2 separate regions of the Columba livia genome follow, and region 1 is linked to region 2. A link is a contact called in public Hi-C data. All regions are on one chromosome and are shown on one strand. Each heading gives the region's core, a stretch centred on a gene start, on an enhancer-like site or on the middle of the called end of the contact. The rest is flanking DNA. Distances are from core to core; before and after follow the strand shown. Region 1 holds the start of PRSS35 (serine protease 35). Region 2 overlaps ME1 (malic enzyme 1).

What was found. Hi-C and Micro-C count contacts between places; a contact is called where the count stands out from the background.
Region 1: a contact with region 2 is called in a Hi-C map of liver, with 3 times the contacts expected there. The contact joins the promoter of PRSS35 here to the enhancer-like site in region 2. A contact is called at or near these places in 2 of 2 Hi-C or Micro-C datasets (crop and liver).

What each region holds. Positions count from the first base shown.
Region 1 is chr3:36,701,690-36,708,032 of bColLiv1.pat.W.v2, forward strand. PRSS35 (serine protease 35) reads left to right here and starts at 3,590. Exons shown (of 2, transcript XM_065056418.1): 1 at 3,590-4,168.
Region 2 is chr3:36,513,859-36,520,527 of bColLiv1.pat.W.v2, forward strand. All of the region lies in intron 9 of ME1 (malic enzyme 1), which reads right to left. Among named protein-coding and RNA genes, the nearest start is that of PGM3, 26 kb to the left of the region's middle. Within about 2 kb of position 1,998, at least 1 of the 3 cell types and tissues checked has an H3K27ac peak away from gene starts, as active enhancers do.

The sequences.
Region 1 (6,343 bases), core at 2,340-4,839, 190 kb after region 2:
TGACTACTTGTAGGGTATGGCTAGGGACTATACACTGAACTTTTAATTTGGTTATAGGCATTTACATTCTTGTTGACATCTATGAACCTTGTTTTGGTTTTCCTGAGTTGTAGCTGCCTGTTTCCTCTTCCCATAAGTCATATGTGAAATAATATTTTGTGGGTAGCTATATTTACCTGATGAAGCACAATGCACTATGTGGAATACAATTCAGAGACTGTGGAGAATATGCGTTCTTGCTACTATCAAATAGTTTTAATTGTGCAAGACACACAGGAGAGCAGAGTGTGTTCTCCAGCAGCATAAGGCCACACGATATTCCAGGAGCAGCTGCCCAGCCAGTACACCCACACTTAGCATATATTGCCCAAAGGGAAAGTTGAAGCTCCTATCTCAAATTTCTACCTGAAAAAAATCTAGGAGAATCTTATTTGGAAACATTTTGTACCTCACTTTGTGGATTATCTACCTGAAACCAAGGATATTACTGTTCTGTGAATTCACTCAAATCCAGGATACAAATCTGATGATAAAAACTTGCTTTTTTCCCTTTATTTTCTTTGGAGAAATGTAGGAAGAATTTTAATAGAAGTCAGTACATTCTTTTTGTTAATGCAGATTGATTTGCTTTTATTTTTTTCTCTGACACTTAAAAAAAAAAAATAGGTCAATCTTTCAAAGCTCAGTTCCAAGTAAACATCTCTCAGTTGGCATATGATGTCAAACTTATTTTTGGAACATGTGAAAATACCAAAAGGGCTCACTAATCTTCTAATGAGATAAAATTACTTCTGAAGGATAAAATTAGCATCCTGGAACTATTCCAACAATTATATTTTTACAGCCCTGTCATATATATTATACAGTGTGTTTCTAAAGAATCAGTAGTCTGAAATATATACTCTTCATGTCTTTTGCAAAGTATATTTTGAGGAAATTTTTAATACAGTGATTTTTTTTTATCTCTAAATTTTACTAAGAATTATCAAAAATGTAGTTTTATTATTGCAAGAAATAAAATGTTAGTTGTGAAACAGGATTCAATAAAATGGTTTAAAATAATTGAAAAAATTAAATATGTTATGCTCATAAATGTATTCTATTTTTTTCTAAAATAATGTTCTACAGATGTTCATTTATCTTGAGAGCTTTCAATGCATGTCAGTTGAGAAGACAGAGGAGTGTGAGAGCAGGAGTCAACTCTATTATTACTAGTCTGTCTTTCAGGTTAACAAACAAACAAACAAACAACAAACAAACAAACAACCCAACCCACCTCCCCATAAAATAAACAACCCAGCCCAGATTCTGAAAGCAGGAGTGAGCAGAGTGATGCAGCAGAAGCACACTGATCCTATCACTCTAAGTTCAACAAAGAGAAATGAAGCCCTGCTAGCCTAATCTTCTGAAAGGCGGGAAACAAATTATAGGACTATGGTATTGGTTCTTGCAGGGATGATAGGTTACCGATAACAATCTGCTGTGCCCTTCACAATTCTGTGTATTCATAAATGATCTAGAAAAGGAATGAGTAGTCGGGTCACAAAGTCTGATTAGACTATCAAGTTATTTAGGTTAATAAAGATGAGACAACCTTGAAGATCTGCAGACCAGTTTATGAAAGGGAGTGACTTAGCGATAAAATGGTAGATGGGGTTCAATGTAGATAAATGCAAAGTGGTGCACAAGGGGGAAAATGGTCCTTACTTAAGGTATGAAAAGTCAGGTTCTGATCTGGTCATTACTTCTCAGGAGAGTCCTGCAGTTATGAAAATGGCTCCCTGGGAATATCAGCCTAATGCTCAACAGCTGTCAAAAAATAAAAAGTACTAGGAAATGTTAGGAAATCAGTAAAGAACAAAACAAATAATATATTTTTGCTGCTGCAGAAATCTGTATTTTTCTTGCGTCTTCCACATAGGTAAAGAATCAGAGAAGTACTGGTTGAGAGGGACCTCTGCAGGTCACCCAGTCCAACCTTCCACTTGAAACAGGACTACTGCCAACATTAGATCCAGTCAGCTGTGGCTTTGTTTAGCTGTGCATTGGAAACCACCAAGGATGTCGATTCCACAACCTGTTGGGACAGCTTGTTCCAGTGTTGCATTATTCTTTTGGTGAAGAAATTTTTTCACAATGTCCAGTCTTAACCTTATAAGCTTCAGTTGTTGCTCAACACAGCTGCCCAATGCAAGTAGGTCTTGCTCTTTGTTTTCCACTTGCCACTGCCAAGAAGCGTTTGGCCACATCATCCTTCAGACGCTGTTCTGGTTCCAGCTAACTTTGCTGGAATCCTTCATGGTGGTAGAGGGGCTACAAGGCATACAATAAAGAACTGGTGAGCATCAAACAGTGCTAGCGTAGACAGGTTGAAAATAAACAAAAGGAGGCATGTTTTTGCACAGCACGTGGTTGACCTGTGGAGCTTGTCACCACAGCAGGTTGTAGGTGCTACAGATCTATGCAGGTTTAAGGGAAAACGGGCAGGTGCTTGATGGAGAAATGTGAAGGTTACTAAGGACATATAAAATACCTCCGCCTCAGAAAATCTCTGAGTTTGAAATATTGGTGACAGGGAAAGTGCTGGGGGAGACTATTGCATGACCTTACCCTGTACTAATGCAATTAGATTTTGGTCTAGCAAAGCCCTTGGTCTGGCCCAGTATGGAAGCTCATATATTCAAGACATTGCTTATTAATGTCAACTACCTTATACTCATTTCTGTCTTGCCTTGTTAATTAAACCGGGAATTCTTCAGCGTGTTTTCTCAGGTACATGAATAATTATTATTCCACTTTGATTTTAAGTTGTACACACAAATAACAACCAAAAAATCTGCAAAAAAATTAACATTTTGAATAATTCAACCTCAGCCTTTGAAACCAAACTGCAGGGTGCAGTTGCTGGCCAAAGCCTTATTTCCAAGCTATTTATATAATTGGTTCCACTAAATTTCAGAAGTTAAGTCTTTGAAAGGAAGCATATGCCTATGATTAAGACAACAGAACGGTACTCTGGAGATCTCAGTCTGATCTCTAGCAATGCCACAAATTTCCTGCCAGTTTTGGCAAATCAGTGGGCCCTCATCTAGCATGAGACGAGTTTTCAGCAGATGAGCTCATTGAAACGACTTAGGTTCAGCACTTGCAAAAGTGCTTAGTGAACGAGCTTTTCACATCGTTCATCTGTGCAAGCAGTGGAGCGCTTCAGCAAGGACCTTGTTGTAGTGCAAGGAGCTGACCCGTGGCGCAGAGACTACCACCCAAAGCTTTCTGCCTTGGAAGAGGAGGCGAGAGGGTCACCAGGGAAGGGAAAGGCAGAAAAAGAATTATGAAGAGTAGTAACGACCAGAAGGATACTCTTCTCACTTGGTCTCTGAGACCGAGAGGAGTGGGGCTAGGAAGGAGCGGAGCGCCCAAGAGGAGCGGGCCGGGGAGGCGGGGGCCGGGGCTCCCCTGAGGGACGCGGACAGGGAGGCGCGGGCATGCCGAGGGCTGGGAGAGTCCCACACCCCGCAGCCCCCGCAGCCGCAAGACCCATCCCGGCCCGAGGAGCCACCTGAGGAGCCGGGAGCCGCTCCCCGCCTCCTCCCGGAGCCCCACAGCAGGTCGCGAAGGAGCAGCCCTCCTCGCTGCCGCCGTCGCAGACGCCCGGCCCCGTCGTGCCCGGCGGCCCCGGCCCCACGCAGGTGGAGCGGTGCGGCGCCCTCCCGCCATTCCCCCCGGGACGGGGTCCCTCCGCCTCCCCGCTTGTCTCCGCCTTCCCCCCCGGCCCGGCAGCCTCTCCCGCCCCGTCCCGGCGCGGTCACCCCGGCTCTCCGCCCGGCGCCGGGAGGACGCTTCTCCCGGGGCGATGCGCCTCCCCGCCCCGCAGGCAGAGCCCGGTCTTCCCTTCCCATCCGAGAAGATACCGGGATCTGCCTCCTCGGCCCTCCCCCTCTTGCCCTCCCGGCCTCCTCCCTCTCGCCTTCTTTTTCTTTTTTTTTTTTTTTTTTTTTTTTCCCTTTTTCCATCCCCTCCCCCGCCTGTGAAGACCTGGCTGCTCCCCCCGCCCCGTCCTCAGTAGCCGCGGGCGCTGGGCGGCGGGCGGGCGGCGCTGAGCGGAGCGGGGAGCCCGCGCCCCGGGGCTGTGGTCACTTTCCCCTCCGTTCGTCCTGCGGGGTGCCAGGTATGAAAGAAACTCTTCCCGACGCCGGCCCTGGGGGGGAGAGGCTGGCCCGAGAGACCTGATCGTGGCAGCGCTCGGTGGGAAGCCTGGGAGCTGGGGATGGGGGCTGAGGGTGGCCGCCCGTGGACGGGGCAGCTCGGAGCCGGGGACCGGGCGGTCCAAGGTAACCTCCGTAAGGTGATTTTTTTTTTTTTCAATGTCATTCTTACTACAGTAGTCGTTTTTAAAAAGAATATGTGGCTGAGCGATGTCCGTGCCTTGGGCTTGGCAGCTGGAGGGTTTTGTATAAAGCTGCTGTCCCTTTAGCCTGATGGATATATTTTTGATAGGACTAGAACGTGACGCATTTATTTGGTCCTTTTTTTTTTCTTTTTTCTTTTTTTTTTTTTTTTTTTTAAAAAAAGCTGCTTTCACAAGACGGCTAACGGGATGGCAGCAAGTGGCATATTTATTGGGCTTTCAGGGTTTTGTGTCTGTGCTGTGTCCTCTGCGGAGAGCAGGCAAGGAGTCTCTTCACCCTTCAAAACAACCTCTCCTTTACTTCTGATTCATACCCTCAGCATTCGCGCTACCAGCCCCGCGCTCTTCTGCAATTGACACTAATTTCATCCAGATCCGTCACTGCTGGAAGTAGATTTATCTTGGAATGGCAAAAAAAAGCTGTGCCAAGGTATTTAACTTGCAGGCTTAGGAGAAAGGGAACTCCTTTGGATCAGACGCGGAAAAGCAGAGCTTGCTGCGGAAAGCAGGACCGGGGGCGGCTCAAGAGCTGTAGGGTTACAGCCGTCCTCTCCCAATCCTCGGCCCGTTTCAGGAGAACCCTGGGCTTTAACGTGCCACTCCAGAAGAGCAGCCGGCAGTGACGGAACGGGCAGTGGAAAAGTGGCCATCCCGGCAAAGTATCCCCGTCGTTCCTCGGGCTGGTCCTTGACTGGTGCCCGCCCGCTCCCCTCCCGGGGGCTGCCCCGTCTGGCCGTGCTCGACGGCCGGAGCCGCTCAGCGGTGGAGCAGCGGCCGGGACGCGGCCTCTCCCCGCCGCTTCCCCGCGACCCGGAGGAGCGGAGGGACGAGCCCGGCGGCGGGAAGGGCTGGGAGGAGCAGGGGCTGCCGGGGACCAGCCCGGGACCCAGGGGACGGCAGGCAGAGGGTGAAGCCGCTCCGGCCGCCGTTGCCGGGCCACCGGCTGTCCGGGCGCGCCGCCCCGCGGCCGCGGCGGGGTCGGCCGGGAAAGGGAAAGCCCCGTCGGAGGTGAAGCCACTGTCCCCACTGCCATTCATCACACGCTTTCTTTGCTTCCCTCTGCGTGTGTGATTTCAGAAATGAGTTGCCACGCCTGCCGTGCAAAATTAAGTTATTCTTCTGCCTACTGAAACTGCTTAAATGTTGTAAGAGCCAACAGTCGCTGTGGGGTTTTCTATGTAAATCAGAGGAGAGGATGGAATCAACGCACCAATATACAGAGTGAGCACACCAGGAGGAGTGAAGGGGGAAGTGGCAGGTAAGGTTAGGGTAACGATTTCTTCTAAGGAGTGTGTGATTTCCAAAATTTCTTCTCCGTTTTCCTTTGTCAGAGAAGAACCATGAATTCCAACTTTCAGGCCACTTCAAGAAAAAGGCCAAAAGCAGTTAAAGGAGGTGGTTAGTGTAGCAGCTTCTAATATTTTATGGACTGAAAATTGCATTTAAAATTATGTAAACTTAGTTTGAAATGTTCTGACTTTCCTACAATAAAAAGCAAACCCCAGAGCAGAGGCTACACTGAGCAGACCAAGACAAAATGCTGCCAGGTAGTTGGACACAACTTTTCTTCTGTCTGAACTACACTGCCGTGTATATTCACTCTGAGGTAGCCTGAAGAGAAACATTCTAGTTCTCTTCAACTACAGGCCTTCCCCAGAGCATTTGAGATGCATTCTGGTGGATTAAAATAGGTCACACTGGCAAAATATTTGAAGGACATCCTGAAAAGTTAGGACATGGGTAGGTTTTGTCCTGCGAATGCAGAGAGATTTGATGTTAGATGCAAGAATTGAGAAGAACTGAAAATACTTTTAACTGTATACATACGTTTGGCAGCTGGAATGCCAACGAACAGGGAGTCCTCACTGTTAACAGCTGGGTTTGGGAACTGGAAGGAGAATTTCAACATTCTCATGGGGCTGGGGATCTCTCTCT
Region 2 (6,669 bases), core at 748-3,247:
TTTCAGTACACAAGCCTCAATAGAGTCTCACTGTTTCACTGAAGGACACCAGTGCCTGCCATGCAGGGGAGGAATTTTTCCAGGGGTTCCTATCAAAGGATTTTATTGCACCACTATTCAAACAGCAGTATGAAGACTCATCTAGGCCAGAGAGCAGCTGCCTTAAGTTGTCATAGTGTGTTTTCTATGATATGTAACAAGCCTCTTTCATCCATCAAGTGACACTCCCTAGATCCAAAAGGAAAGACTTTCACACTGGATACACAGATGAACTAACAGGCTCCCTGTGACACCTGTGCAGATATTCAGAGGGGGAGACACGAACACACAAATTCTTTAAATAGAAGGAGGATGGTAAATTTAGGAAAAGAAGCTACATTTCCTTCTTGCTTTAACTTCCTAAATGGATTCTCACATTCAAAACAAATTTTAAAAGCACCAAATTTCATTTTATACAACTTCTTGCAATGCTATGTATTCTTATATTATTTCCTTATCTTTCATAGAACAGGTAATTTGCTAGGGGCATTGTAAGAAGTTTACCTCATTAAAAAAAAAACCCAAACTAAATACTAAAATACCAGGAAGACAAGCACAGCATCCTTAATGCCTGCTCAGGCTGCCTGGATAAACTGTACAACACACCTTCACTAGAATGCTGAAGAATGTTAAAAACACTCAAAAAACCCAAATAAATCTTAAGTCCAAAGACTAAATGAAAATGTCAGAAGTTACTTCAGGCAAGGGAAAAATATTGGCTCTATCACAGTGTCATTTTGTATCAAGAGGCCTATGGGATATTTTGAATTTGAACAAAAGAGAACAAAGCAACCTGAAAACAGATATGTTGCTATATTAGAAGACACCGTGGTATCTCAGATGGCAAGTAATACGAGCTAAATTCTTTATTAGCAAATGAGTTACAATGTGGACTGTGTTAAGTCAGCAGATGAAGTACGGAGATGAAGAAACAATAGCAGCATTCTCTGATGGTGACATTATGTATGAAAGATCTTGGCAATCCTAAACCAGCTATACTCCCTAATGGGTATGAGGGTGTTGGTATTATATATTACTATTACCAGTAGAAAGATATAGTCACTTGGACACCAGGACATTTTAATTCAAGGAGCTAAATGAAGTAACAGGACTCAGTAGTTAACAGTTTTATGAAGAACCTACTCTATTTTGGATTTGAACTGAAAGCAGTTCTTAGTCTAAGGATTTTTTAATTATTTTTTGTTTGTTTGTTTTAGTGGCTGATCAACAGCTCAAGAAGCAAAAGAAATACTGAGACTGGGCTTCAAGCAAATTAACATCACCATTTCCACAGAAAGTTACTCACACCATCATATTAGGGAACCAAGTTGAAGCTCAGATAACAAACAAAAATGGCCCATCAATAAAACCCTGAGAAAACTCATAGAAAACAGCTGTAAAAACAGAAGGCCAGACTGCACAGCAGACATCTACATGGCGTATGACAGAACAGGAGGCAGATCTTACAAAACCCACCAATGCGAAGCCTAATGCCACGGCCTGTTTGAGCTGGTCCTGCCGCGGCTGCCCCGCGAAGCAGGGCTGGAAAGCAGAGCAGCTTCATGGCAGGGCTGGAAGATCTCCAGAATTTGCTCTTTCCATCAGCTGGGAAGCAGCTGAGAACCAGCCCCAGCACCCTGAGGGCTGCACTGTCCCACATCAGAGGCGGCGCTGGCATTTGTCCCATCTCACAACCAGGGAGACGCAAATCTATTTATATAAACACTTGCCTCCGCTGGGCTGTGTCAACTGTGGCTTATTTAAACAAGAGAACGAAGATCAGTACACAGATTAATAAATTCATCTGAGGTTCTCAAATACTGAAGACGTGAGAACCACAAAAGACATGAGAACTGTAGACCAAAGAGCAAAGCAGCCCATTAGTAAGTAGAGTATTTCCAACCGCAAATGTTTTGGGTTTACTTGCATTTTCCCTGTGAGTTCCCTATTGCAGAGTTAAGAGCAAAATAAACAAAAAAAGGCAGTAGCTAAAGCACCAAGGAAGAAGCAGGGGGAAAGAAGGATGTGGTTAAGAGTCATGGGAGAAGGTGGTGGAACATCTCCCTGTTGGGAGATGATCTCTACATGGCTGCTTATCTCTTTCATCACAAGTACAACCATGGTCTAAAGCTTGTTGGTGAACCAACTAGAGGGCTCTAGGCAGGGACTGGAGTCGGCACTACAAGCTGAGGGACCTCTCTGGGGAAACCTCCAGAAATATGGAAGGGAAGGGATGGGAGAGGCACAGAGAGGGTACAAGGAGGGGACCAGCCAGACCACTCTCCCTAAACAGAACTCCAGGAGAGTACTGCTTACCAGGAGTCGCAAAATGCCAAAGAAGTAGGTGGAGGTATGGATACGGACTCACTGGTCAGGGGCTACTGAAAGCCAAGGGCTTGCAGGTGACAGGCACTCCTGTGTGGCCTCGTTTAGGGACTAAAAAGCAGAAACATGTGTCCCTCTCAAATCCCCACATGGAGTCCCTAATTGTGAAGTGACTGTGCCTCCTGATCAGGCCCATCACCTAACATCTAAAGCACCTGAAGACAGCAAATTAAAACCAGACAAGGCAACTTGGACATGGAGTTAATAAATAGTTTGTTGCCAACACAATTCGAGGAGATAATGTCATCTGTTGGCAGTAAAATACACAATTTAGGTGAGAAATGTAGTTCTGGTGTTGACCTAAAGACACATTGTTAGAAGATTAAGGCTGTTTATGTAAGCCGTGCAAAGTATACAAAATACACATTCCATGTAAACAAGTACACATGGGTAACAGGCAGGAAAAAGTTTATAAAGACAATGATTTCAAGAAGATCTGAGAAGCAGAGAAAGTCAAGAACCTACAGAGCAATGAAAACAAAATGGAGCAAAACAATAATTCATTTCAATAATAAAGCATGAGCAAAAGAAATCATAAACCATCCAAATTAGGAAATCATAAACCATCCAAATTAGTTCACCATCTCATCAGTACATCTAATGTACACAGTGTCAAAGAGGAAACAGTTACATGGTAACTAATTTAATACTCAGATTTTTGGTGGTGTCTTTTTTAGAGAAAATAATGTGGATATTACTAGAACACACCCCACTAATCACCATTTTGCCTTGTCCTCACTTGTTTTCATATATTACCAATTGAGTATGAATAATACCACAAGGGATCAAAGACGAATTAATGTGTTTCCTTTCCGCAAAACTTATACTTCACATAGAACAAGATAGACGCAAGATGAAACTGCACAGATTAATTGACAAAGCAAACAAGGATTGCTTCCCTGGGAGAGTACAGGAGTTAAACAAGGCAGAAACTGCTTTAAGTGATTGTGGCGCCTCGGAGATACCCAAGACTCTGCATCTTTGCTAAGACACAAAGTGGTTTTTTGGCTCAGAAAGTTCTAGCCAGTTGCAGTTAGCCATAAATTAACTGATCAAGGACAAAAGTAACGATAATAATTGACTTGATAAAAAGAAAGCTAGAAATAATTAAAAGTTAGCAGAAAAAGTAGACATAGTGTTAAGCTGTATACACAAGTTAACATTAAAATTAGTATCAAACATTATAAACCATCCTAAACCAGTACCTAGAATGAAATCCAAACTTTTTTTAAGCAACTATTGCTAAAAAAAATTTGAAAATTCCATCATGATGGGATTCAGTTCAATATTAAGAAACTTGATTGTGAACTCTAAAGGCTCTTTCATTTATTATATGAGCTCTGCTGACTGTAAATGGAGCAACCACATCTATATGACACTGGCATGCTGCTATCAGTCCCAGATGTCCTCCTTTATTTCCATCATTCTCTAAGCAAAGATTGAACTATGTGTGTAACCAGCTTTGACCAAACCACGAACTTTAATCGGGGTCACATCCATTGCCAGTTAATTAGTTGTAAGGATCTTTTCCAAATCAGTTTGCCAGGGATATTCAAGTAGAGGAAGGAGGAAGGAAAATGAAAACACTGTAGAGGACTATCAACAGGGTTACCTGGGCATCTCCATTCTAATTAATTAGGACCACAGAAATTGGGTAAGCTTTTGGGGTCTATTTCAGTCCTCATCTTAGAAAGACTGATATTCTGAGGCCTTCAATTATCAGACCTCAGCTGATGTTCTTGTGCTTGCCATTCAATTTGGGCTTCACTCAGGTGAAATCTTACTGGGGATAAGACCACGCATCTAATAGACATTTAAAATACAAAACACTTGATTCGACACAAGTATTACTGTGCTGAAACCTGAAAGCAGAGAGTACAAAACTGTCGAAAAAACATTGCTCCATGTTGACATACTTTTTAAAATTAAGGATGACATTCATCCCTATGCAGATCCAAGAACCATTGTGGCTATCACCCTCTAATGTTCTTAGTATTGCCTTAAAAAAAAAAAAAAAAAGGAAGAAAGAAAAAAGAAGCATTTGCATTATTAAAATGCTCAGATAATGGTGAACCTCATGAACATCGCAATACTGTTTATCGCTTTCTGCCTTTTCTCAGCTACTCGACACAAAAGAATTTACGGTCTTTGAAGATCATGGGTGATCAGGCCACTAATATAGGCTAAGCGTGACACTATGGCAGCTCTAAGGAAGACACAAAATGTGCTCAGCACACATCACAGATTTACGTATATTTGTGTGATTAACAGAAAAAAAAAACGGGAACACTGAGAATATGGGAAAGAAAAGGAGTATGGGAGACAGTACCCACCGGTGTGTTCATATGGTTAAATATCCATTCATCAGTCAGACGGAATGTGACAATGTGACAGAACTCAAAAATTCAGAATTAAAGATGAGTCTCAACTGCTTGTGAATAATCTCCAAGTTCACAAGAGTGCAAAAGCAACTTTAAAAGTGTCTTTTAATTAACCATTAAAACTTCCATCTAAATGCACTGGGATACTTAACACAGGCATTTCAAGAGGAGTAATATCTGTTTCAAAAAGTCATATAGTTCAAGTTGCAAAATTCCAATGATCTTATGATCTGCAAACCTTCCTCATCCACCTTTGGAGAAAAAATAGTTTCAAAATGTGAAAGCATACTGAACAAATTAAAAGCAAACGAATGAACAAACAACCACTACCAACAAAAGACAACAAACAAACCAAACCAGCCAACCAAAACACACCCACAACAACCCCAAACCGATATGAACAACATTACAAGGTCTCTGGAAGAAGTACAGAACACAGCTATAGACAGTATAACCAGCAGCCTTAATCACCAGCTCTTTCACCACAACATAGCAGAGAAGTTGGTCATCAAACTTGGTTTAATGAAAAAAGATGGTTCCCAAGGAAAAAAAACAAGAATATTAACAGGCAAATGAAAACACAGCTGCACTTGAACTACAATTAAAAAGCCACAAAGGAAAAATCATCTACAAAAGCCTGATAAGTGACTTCGTGGCAGCTTTTGTGGGTGGGGGAAGAAGAAAAAGATGGAAACTGTTTGCAGTCAGGTCAACAGAAGTTCCAAGGTTATTTTTCTTTTGTTTGTACTAGTCGAAATATTAAGGAAAGCAGATGAAAGGATAAACAATGTTTAAATCTATTTTGCATTGCAAAATTAATGATCAAAGGGCAGCATAGAATACAAATGATGTTAAAATTAGTGTAGCTGGACAAAGTAATCACCGAGTTTTCAGAGATCCTGTTATTTCTCATACTATACTGCTAAAGCAACAGATGAGAATATTTCTAGAACTGAAAAGGTCTCCCTGCTTCCAGTAAAATTCTTTTGATCAAGCAGTTTTTGGTGGAGCAAATTTAAAGGGACTCTTTTTGAATAGGTTTCCGTTGATACACCTCCTTAGTGCTAAGAAATAAAAGTCAGTATAGTACATGCAAAAATTGGTTAACTGGTGATCTATGCCATGGCTTGGCAAATCTCATCTTTGCAATAATAATATTTCTAACAGCGGAGTCCTTTCCATTATACAGTTTTCTCACAAATACTTCTAATTTTACTTCTCTTATTTCATTTGTAAAAATTTGGAAAGGCCTTCAAGGCTTGCAGCACTTTTCTGCAATCAGCTAAAGCCAAAATAATTTCCTAAGTGGACCTAAACTACAGCCAGAAAAAAGGAACCAGGAATAGCTTAGTTATTTACCTGCTATATTTGCTATATATATGACTTCCCAGAAGTTAAATCAAGCTTCAAGAGGCTTACACTGTATTCTCTTTTCTGTTTTAAGGAAGGGGAGGGAGGGGCAGTTTTAAATTTTTTTTACACTTTTTAGGGCAAACATTTAGCTGCAGAAGAAAGCCAAGAGAGGACTTGCAGAGCCCTACACCATGGACACATTTCCTTATGCCCGGCTCAGGCCTCACACTGAGCTATCTCCAGCTTCTAGGTCCGGCGGGCTCTGCACTCCAACACACCACAGCACCCACCCATTCTCCAGCCCCCCCAGGATGGCCAGATGGGAATTCTGGTGCTCCCGGGCCTTCCAGGAACACCAGCAACGACCTGAAACGTGCACCGACAGCTCCCGCTGCTTGCGTCAACATCTGGCCACAAATTCAGCCCTAATCTAATTCAGACAGCTGTTATGTCTGGCTATCACGAGCAGTTCACAAATATACTCCGGGCAGGACATGAAATTCAGTGGACT